Regions from separate parts of the Zea mays genome. Here all the other regions are linked to region 1. The links are chromatin contacts, called in public Hi-C maps. All regions are on one chromosome and are shown on one strand. Each heading gives the region's core, a stretch centred on a gene start, on an enhancer-like site or on the middle of the called end of the contact. The rest is flanking DNA. Distances are from core to core; before and after follow the strand shown. Region 1 holds the start of LOC103646105. Region 2 holds the start of LOC103646106 (eukaryotic translation initiation factor 3 subunit C). Region 3 holds the start of LOC100275524 (Protein TRIGALACTOSYLDIACYLGLYCEROL 1 chloroplastic).

Region 1 (3,197 bases), core at 317-2,816:
CATTTCAAGACCATTTGAAAGTAAAAAAAGGATCTATATTCAAGTCAAAGTATCGAACCAAAAGGATCATGAAGTAACATTACAGAACAGAACAGGAAAATTAGGTTTAAGTGAAATATGTATGTTGGAACAGCAATCTGAGGCAGAAATGGGTTTAGTAAAAGATATGCTAAAGAATTGAGTCGCAGACGGACAAGCCTAGTCAGATACAAACGAAAATGTCGGTCAGGTAGAAATAGAATCTGGATCTAGATTTCATGGTGTATGCTATATGAATGAATTTTTTAATGAGTTCCGTATTAAGATGGTAGGCATGATTTCTCGCTCTTAAATGCACCCTCCGTTTCAAATTAATATAGTTAAATCAAAAAAAATCTAACTTTAACCATATTTTTTTAGGAAAAAAAATGTATTGACATCTAAAAATTCAAATAAATGCACTATCAAAACATATTTCATGGACAAGTTAATAAAACTAAATTGATAATGTATGCAATTTGGAGCGGAGGGAGTAACGATGAAAAAAAAAGAATATGGAAGTGCGAGTAGTTAGCCTGCAGGTTGCTAGAAGAATTCTTGTGGTGCGAGTGAGAGCATAGTTTTGCATGCATGACACTTTTTATCTCACAAATCATGGTCAGTAATCAAAGCAGTATGGCGCACAACTCAGACCCATGACAAACAATGTTGCAAGACCTTGCCTCAAGGACAACCAATGTACTGGACAGAAAAGGCAACATTGAAACATTTCATTAAGCAACTTCAGTCCAATTCTGTTTATGCATGTATTTTTATTAAACTTTTAGCATTACATACATAATAGGTTCATGATCAAGCATTTAGAAAATGCTATACAACATTATTGCTTCAAACACAGCTTTATACTTCAAAGTTATTCGGAGCTTCAAAGCAAAAGTCATGTTTTGCAAAAACTAATCAGTTAACTAAACCTACTGACATCACTCTCTTTCTAGTTTATTAGATGCATTTCATCTCATTCAAAAGAAACGCTAAGTGGTACAAGCATCATATCTATTCACAGGATGAATGAATACAGCTGCATATGTCGTCTGCAGTTCTATAACCTTTGAAGACCAATCTCACGTGAAGTTTAAAACAAATGATTCTGAACTGCAGCCAATAAATACTGCTTAGCTTAAACAGATTGTGATCTGAATTGATCAAATTTAACAAGCAAACTACACAATGTCAGTATCTTCCTAAACAGTCATCAACAAAGTTACAAATAATAATAATTTGGCACACAAACACCCCAACCAAACCTAGGTATTGTTGTTACAAATGTGAGTCAAGACCGCATCGCCCTAACGTACATGACAATACAAGAGAGGCACAGGAATATACACAATGTCAACACCTTGAGTCATCGTGCAAAACAGGACTAGTTTCATCAAATTAAGGGGGGTTTCTACTTTCTAGTCTCTACTACTAATTAAGTACCTATTGTAGACGTTCACAGCCAACCATGGTGCACGGTTCTGCCACATCCAGAGCGTCCAACTCGCATCCAACGCCCCTGCCGCATCCCGCGTCCCTCCCGCACTCGTCTCTGCCGCACCGTACGCGCAGGCCCGCCCGCCCGCTCCCATTCCCCACCCCCACCTATGGCGGCGCTCTCCGCGCCCCTCCGCGCCATCGCCGCCGGATCCCGCGTCGCCGCGTCCGACCCCGTCAAGGTACACACCCCCGTGCTTGGTTGATTGCAACGCCCTCATCCTCATCCCTGACGAAATGACCTATGATTCCTAGCACATTGCAGTGCCCCCACTGATGCGATTTGGCTGTCATGCTTGTACTTGTAGGTCTCGTGCGTGAGGAGCACTGGCTCAGCTCACTTCGGCTGCGCCTCCATCGATCTGCCCTCGCGTTCTATGGTTATCATCTCCCCTTGCGCTGGTTGCTGATCCGTGCTCTGCTTATCGAATCTCCTCCTTGGTCGCAGGGTCCGGCGGCGAAGGGAAGGCAAGATGTACACCGCGAGGAAGAAGATCCAGAAGGAGAAGGGCCTTGAGCCCTCCGAGTTCGAGGACTCCGTTGCCCAGGTGAGCATAGCGCCAACCCACCTCCTCTCTCCTCCTTTTACTGCGTTTATTTTCCTTGAACTGCTGCTCTGTTTGTTTGTGGTTCCCAATGTGTCGGGGTTGTGATGTGCTTTTTGGCTTGTTGTACCTGCATGCTTTATTTGATCTGGAGAACGGGAACCAGGAGCTCAAGAGCGACCTCAAGGACCTGTACATCAACAATGCTATGTATGCGTAACGTTTCTTTCTATCTTCTATCGCCTGTTGAGATGTAGTAGTATGTGGTGCATGGTTGTGACATTTGGTGAGGATGTTTGTTGTGACTTTGCAGCCAGATGGATGTTACCGGGAGCAGGAAGGCTGTTGTCATCCACGTCCCATACCGCCTGCGCAAGGCCTTTAGGAAGATCCATGTCAGACTCGTCAGGGAGCTGGAGAAGAAATTCAGCGGCAAGGTGATTTTCTCTTTTTTTGTTTTTTCTACTGCTGTTCGTGGTTTAGGTTTATATGCTAATTGTAGCTACTACATAAACCTGAACGGGGTAATGCATTTAGTGGGTTTGCCGCATCAGCACTGGTGCCGACGTTGACAGCTGTTGATCACAAAGCCGATGGGTGAATTTCTATTTTTAGTGCGAGGCCTTAATGTTAGTGCGAGGACTTCATGTTAGTGCGAGGACTTCACGTTGACAGCACTACTACATAAACCTGAACTGTGTGATTAAACACTGAGGTGGCATTGAACATAAATTCCGTTGTATTTACATGTCTCTGCAAGTGGCCAAAAACAAACAGTAGGCGTGTGGAATTGGTTGGAGCCGAAGTCTAAAACCCTGAACTACACTTCTCGTTGCCCTGTCGTGTTTTCTCTCCGTTTTATCTGGCGCAAGTTGCATCTGCTGGATCTTGGCCCTCCTCGGTCTACTGGCACCTGTCGTCCGGCTGGGGCTGGGCGAACTGGAGCTTGAATCGGCTGGAGCTTGAACTGGAGCAAGAACCTGTCGTGTTTCCTCTGTGTCAGCATGAAAATCAATCAACTTCCATGTCAGTGTTTTATGCTACATGCTCTTTCTACTTTCTTGTTCTGTAAATTCCTATTTACTGCTTGCATGATTAACAAGCTTCTGCTTACCTATCCGGTTCTGTGGGATAGTG
Region 2 (3,197 bases), core at 222-2,721, 190 kb before region 1:
ATTAAACTGGAGGCAGCACTGACATGAGTAAAATAATTCGAGTACAAATTTGAAGGGAGTATCATAGTGAATCAATCCTCAAAAATTACTCTACAAAACAAATGACTATGAAACAGAAGATGAAGTACAGCATATCAGGGGCGGACGACATGGGGGTACACATGCACACCCAATATTTTTTTTGCAAAACAGTCGAAGTTAGTATAATACATGTATACGCTTGTAATTAGATCAGATCCAAATGCAGGGTTCACCTCAAATTGGATTGTTCGCAAATGACAAAAAATGATATAATGTTGGTGATTCATAATAGGAACTAGGATATACAGTTCGAGCTCTTCCAGATAGCATCAGTTAAACCAAACTTGTCATCAGTACAAAAGAACGTGACAATGGTACTAGATATGCATTTAGATAATCCTGGACATGCGCATGGAGCAAATTCACATATAGAACATATGGCCCTTCCTACCAAATTCGCATCGGGAACACGTGGGCCTTCCTACCGAAGGCAGCTCGAGAATTCGAGATCTTCTAATTACTGCTACATAATTTGTGAATTAGGTCGGCGCTCACCTTGGGAGGACCGGAGGAAGATGCTGACGGCGACAATCACCAGTGGAGGGGGAGGGGTGCCAGTCGCGTCGATAATTTGTCGAGACTCGTGGAGCGGCAGGTTAGCGTTGGGCGGTGGCGCTGTGGTCGGGAAAACAAAATCGAGATGGTGGCGGCGAGCTCCAGGAGGGGCGACCACCAGGGACGGGGATGTGGATGCGGCAATGCTGCTGCTTCTTAAATATCAAGGTTACACCGTGGGCTGTGGCTGTTTCGTGGGCTGTACGTGGGCTAAATAGAGACGTGCTTGACCAGATTCTATCGCTGCTAAGGCTGTATCCAGCAACGTTCTCTATATTAATTCTCTATATCCGTCCTTTACAATCTTCTCTAAAAGATTTTATTCTCTATATCTCTTTTCTCTCCAACAATATCCTCTAAATTACGTCCTCTATACTCAAATACATATATTAGAGACATTTTTTATTTTTATTTTTTATACATATGTATTTGTCATACTCTCAAATGTATTGTGCATATTTTAGTTTTGCTAAACCGGTTATTTAAAGTATTCAAATGTATAGAGAACTGTTTAAAGAAACTCTATATATAGAAAATCCAGTAGCGTCCTCTAAATTTAAAAGACAGTTTAGAGGACGCTGCTAGAGAGCATAGAGGACCGTTTGGTCCTCTATATTTAGGGTAGAGGACCCTTTAGGGGTCCTTGCTGGAGCCAGCCTAAAACCCCTCCACCAACCCAAATTTCACGGTAATACCTATGTATTACAAACCAAACCCGAGCTTGTTTGTTTGTCCACGAATAGACTTGAAATCGTTACAGCTAATCAAAATTTATATAACATAAAGAAGAAATCCAGCTAGAAATTGTCATGCCTCCGTTCCGTGAAAACCGAACGGTACCTGAGACGTCATAAACCCGAGTTCGGTGGTTCTTATGTCCTAACAGGCACCAAATCGCAAGTTCACGAGGACGAGGGCGAGCGGCTACCTGATTTGGAGCTATGGCACTGGCAATGGCGAGGGGCGAGCCTGGCCTGGGGGCGGCGGCGGCGCGACGCTGAAGAAATGCGTCGGTGCGGACGTCCGATGCCAACATGCTGTCCGCCAAAGGGAGAAGACGAGCAGGGCAGGCCGGCTAGGGCGCTGCCGCCGTAAGCTTGACCTGGAGGCTGGAGCTAGAGTCCCGCCACCGCAACATTGTTCCGTTCTTGGCCTCCAATTGATTTAGGGTGTCTCCAGCAGCGTCCTCTAAATTCCATCGCCTAAAGAAATATTCTGTGTCATTTACAGCACACACTAAAAGATTTTGTCCTCTATATCTTCTCAGTCTCCAGCAGCGTCCCCTAAATTCGGTCTCCTAAAACTACAGTGTTAACATATTTCCTTTTTCTATTTCTTTTCCTGTTTTCTTTGTTTTCTTCCCATTTAACGCAATACAAAGGATGCGCAAAAAAGTGTATTTCATTAATTTGCAAATAATAACCTCCGAAACAATGCTTGATTAATAATTTCTAATTGTAAATGTTAATTAACATTCGATGTGATATTGTGTGCAATTGTTGTCGATAAAACGTCACATAGTATTTTATTAGTATAAAAATATGTTTCTAGATTGACATGCTTCCACCATGAGCCATGACACTTCTTCAACAAGCCATCGACAAGCTTCGTCTGCACGCCAGCACGATGGCTTGTATCCGAAGCCTACTCGTTTTATAAATAACCATTGATGCTTCAATACTTCACTCACACTTGTCTTTCAAATCTCCACAATAATGAACCCGTACTTAGAATCCAATTTTCTTGTTAGGATGATGGAAGAAATGGAAGAGGAAGAAGAAGAGTTGCAGATGGCGACGTACCTGCATATTAGGAGGCGTCGTGCACGCAACGAGCGTCGTCACGGTGGTTCCATTCCTGGGCGTGTTCGGATTCATCGTGATCACATGAGCGGCGATGCAAGAATCCGAGCGGACTACTTTAGAGCCCAACCCGTGTACACGGATGCTCAATTCCATAGGAGGTATTTCATATATTTCATGTGCACATTCATTTTGACATGTACTTAACTTGATCAGCCCTTACAGTGACACACATTTATTATATGGTAGGTTCCGTATGCGTCGCCATGTGTTTGAGCGCTTGGTTGATGTTGTGCAACAAGTCGATCCATACTTTATTCACGCTCAAAATGTGCCGGTGAGATAGGTCTTTCTGCTCTGCAGAAAGTTGTTGCTGCTGTTCGCATCCTTGCTTATGGCATTCCTGCTGATGCTGTTTGGGACTTGTTCTCAAATGCTATGAGTTAAGAATAAGGCAACACAAATGTTAATGGTTAAAAACTTTCGTCCTTCGAAGCATTATCTCCCTTGGGATATAAAGATCTTCAGACGAAGGTCATGAAGGACATACCTTCATCATTTCAATAGGTAATAATGAAAGTAGAAACATATGAAACATAAAAAGAACATGGAATAATCACCTTAAATCATCATATTATTATTTATGTTCTTATTATATAACCATGAACAAATATTAATGATATTGATTACATTTGTACCTTCGACTTGACAGAAGGTAAAAATCCAAGAGCGACGGGCAGATGAGTACCAATCAGCGTG
Region 3 (3,197 bases), core at 384-2,883, 130 kb after region 1:
CGGGGCAGCAGATTTCTGGCACAAAGGGGGGAAAACATCAGTAGGGCGATACTGCTTCCATTTGCAACTGGTAGAAAAGGAACATGGACACCTCTTTTCTCGGGTTGGTAAGGCTGTGACCTAGGACCTCTAGTCTGCATGGAGTAGTTTCTTTTTTTTTTAAGTGCCAGTAGGGGCTTCGTCCATTTGAGTTTCAGTACCACTGCGTGCCATGCCAAATAAGATGGATTGATGCAAGATAGAGAAGGCAAAACAAATTAATGATGTAACATTGTACTCTGTTTTTACTATGGAAGTAAAATAGTTAGGGCTAGTTTCAGAACTCTATTTTCCAAAAATAAAAAATAAACTAATTTACGTTAGGGCTAGTTTCAGAACTCTATTTTCCAAAAATAAAAAATAAACTAATTTACGTTAGGGCTAGTTTGATAAAAAATCATTTGGAAAAATAAGGTTTTTAAACTAACCTTGCATTGGAAAACCTTTCGGCGAAATATGGCTGTAGGACTAGAAAAGCCTTAAAATGGTGGAGAGTATGGCACAGCGGATGAGCTCATTTGGTCGGTCCACACAAATACAGACACAAAACTGGCACCGTTTTTAAAGAGTATAGCTTCTGCATGCACCATCCATCCCACAAAAACAGGGTAGCCTCACAGCACTGCACTCTGCGGATTGCAGAGGCAGGAAGCATCTCCGGCCGTGAACGATGAGCTGAAAAAGGGAAGCTGGGGGAAGGAAGACAGAGAGAATCGTTTCCCTTGAAATCAGTTTGCTTGTTTTTTGCTTGTCCATTAGCCTGGCCCTTTCACCAACCCCGTCTGCATGAACCGACTTGGTGACTAATAGTTTTTTTTTGCTCGCTCATGTAGCTAGCTAGGAGCTCTACTGCACCACCGGCCATATCGCACCGTAGTGTGTGTCTCTACTTTGGCATTGGCAATTATATATAGCGTAAAAAAAGCGGCATGTGCCTGCCTGACTCTACATCCCCGGCCTCCATGGTTGGTTGCTCCCATGATCTGATCTGATCTGATCATCCATGTTCGTGAACCAGCTAGAGGCGAGCGTGTGAGAACGACGGCCCAGTAGCGGTGTTTCAGGTTGCAAACTAAAAGTCTGAGCACACAGGACAGGACAGGAAGCAGGAGAGCGGTGTGTACTGTACCGCACAGGCTATCATGTACTGGTACACTCGTACTGGATCACGTACCTACTAATGTTACGTACGTACGAGCATGAAAGCAAGTAGGGGTACTCTTTAATTCTGAAGCCTACTAGTACGTAGATGCCTTTTGTACAGCTTGCTGCTTTGGTTTGGTTTCAGTTCAGTGACGCGAAAAGTGGAACGCAGGACGTTCAGTGTGGTTAAAGAGACTCCAGCTAGCTCGAGTGCAGCCAGCCAGGCTGTGAATCATGTGGGCGTTTATTTGGGCCCAGGGCCTCTCTGTTGGAGCCCATAACTGGGCGTGCGCGAGCCCATGATAAAGCAAGCGGACGTTCCACACAGCAGCCTGCCTGCCTGCTTGACACTAGAGTAGTAGAGCCTCCCTCGTGGGCTCCTGGCCCAAAGCCTGCGGTACTGAGTATACGACTTCACGACAATAATCCCCTCCGCGCACCAAACCGTTCGCCGTTTCCCCATCTGGCCATCTCTTTCCCCACCCCCACCCACACGCACTCCAGTCACCGCCGGCGCCAAGCCGATCTCCGACCACCGCAGCCATGTCTTTCGCCGCCGCGCTCCACCTACGCCCCACCTCCGCCACGACGCACCCGCGCCTCCACCAATCCACCCGCAAATCGTACTTCCTCCGCTTACAGCCGTCTCGCCGCCGCCTACCCGTCCCGCGCCTGTCCCTCACGCCCACCACCGCCAGCAATAGCAACAGCTCTCCTCCCCCACCGTCCCCTTCGCCCGCCCCCGCCGCCCCGGGTTCCCTGCTCGCCAACTGGTCCCCGCCGCGCGCGATCTGGCGGGGGCTGTCGGCGCTGCTCCTCGCGGGCCAGGTCTTCCACCGCGTCCTCACGGGCCGCGTCCACCGCCGCAACCTCCTGGCGCAGCTCCGTAGGGTGGGTCCCGGGAGCGCGGGGGTCGCGCTCCTCACCGCTGCCTTCGTGGGCATGGCCTTCACCATCCAGTTCGTGCGCGAGTTCACCCGCCTCGGCCTCCACCGCTCCGTCGGCGGCGTCCTCGCGCTCGCGCTCGCGCGCGAGCTCTCGCCGGTCGTCACGGCCGTCGTCGCCGCGGGCCGCGTCGGCTCCGCGTTCGCCGCCGAGCTCGGCACCATGCAGGTGTCGGAGCAGACCGACACCTTACGCGTCCTCGGTGCCCACCCCGTCGACTACCTCGTGGTCCCTCGCGTGCTCGCCTGCGTGCTCGCGCTCCCGGTCTTGACATTGATCAGCTTCGCGCTCGGCCTCGCGTCCTCGGCGTTCCTGGCCGATTCTGTGTTTGGCGTCAGCGTCAGCATCATTTTGGAGTCGGCGCGCAGGGCGCTGCGGCCATGGGACTTGATCAGCTCTTTGCTCAAATCTCAAGTGTTTGGTGCCATTATCGCGGTGGTGAGCTGTGCCTGGGGAGTTACAACCCATGGAGGAGCCAAGGGTGTTGGCGAGTCTACAACATCTGCCGTAGTTGTTTCCTTGGTTGGAATCTTCATTGCAGACTTTGCTCTCTCGTGCCTGTTCTTCCAGGGTGCTGGTGATTCGCTCAAGTATGCAATGGGTTGAGGTGGGTCAGTGCAGAGGAAGTTTTTTCCTTTCTAGGAGGATAGCATAGTCTTGTACATTAAAAAGAGTGGTGCACTGGATTCTAGTAGGTGAACATTGCAACTTCTGCCACAGTCCAGGTGACATGCATAGTTGTTTCCCCTTGATACCTACGAAAATCATTACCTTTGTTGTACTGAACTGCTGCTCAATTATTTGCCAGTGATTCATGTATAACCTTATTCATGAAAGTATTGGTCGGATTGAATCAGTGTAACCCATGCATATCCTTGAAAATTATGTAAAATCATTTGTAACCCCACGAGTGACTGATTGTTTGTTTAAGCCCCATGTGGACTGTAACCCTGCCTACCCCAGCCTTTCCCCTCATCCCCACCCAGAACGGAGCCCGGACTCAAGTGGCGTGGAAGAAATGCCATCACGAGTGCATGTGGCTGCGGTGGGGCTGAGGGACGCGGCGCTCC

The links. A called contact is a pair of places that touch in the nucleus more often than the background predicts.
Region 2: a contact with region 1 is called in a Hi-C map of ear, with 2.0 times the contacts expected there. The contact joins the promoter of LOC103646106 here to the promoter of LOC103646105 in region 1. A contact is called at or near these places in 5 of 25 Hi-C or Micro-C datasets (ear, endosperm, leaf and 1 more).
Region 3: a contact with region 1 is called in a Hi-C map of tassel, with 1.9 times the contacts expected there. The contact joins the promoter of LOC100275524 here to the promoter of LOC103646105 in region 1. A contact is called at or near these places in 2 of 25 Hi-C or Micro-C datasets (endosperm and tassel).

What each region holds. Positions count from the first base shown.
Region 1 is chr2:20,879,356-20,882,552 of Zm-B73-REFERENCE-NAM-5.0, reverse strand. It overlaps LOC103646105, which reads left to right and starts at 1,566. Exons shown (of 8, transcript XR_004856158.1): 1 at 1,566-1,697; 2 at 1,824-2,270; 3 at 2,374-2,497. It also overlaps a transcript of LOC100283064 not described here.
Region 2 is chr2:21,071,329-21,074,525 of Zm-B73-REFERENCE-NAM-5.0, reverse strand. It overlaps LOC103646106 (eukaryotic translation initiation factor 3 subunit C), which reads right to left and starts at 1,471. Exons shown (of 4, transcript XM_008670830.4): 1 at 577-1,471.
Region 3 is chr2:20,748,756-20,751,952 of Zm-B73-REFERENCE-NAM-5.0, reverse strand. LOC100275524 (Protein TRIGALACTOSYLDIACYLGLYCEROL 1 chloroplastic) reads left to right here and starts at 1,633. Exons shown (of 1, transcript NM_001149583.2): 1 at 1,633-3,029. The coding sequence starts at 1,726. The coding sequence ends at 2,733.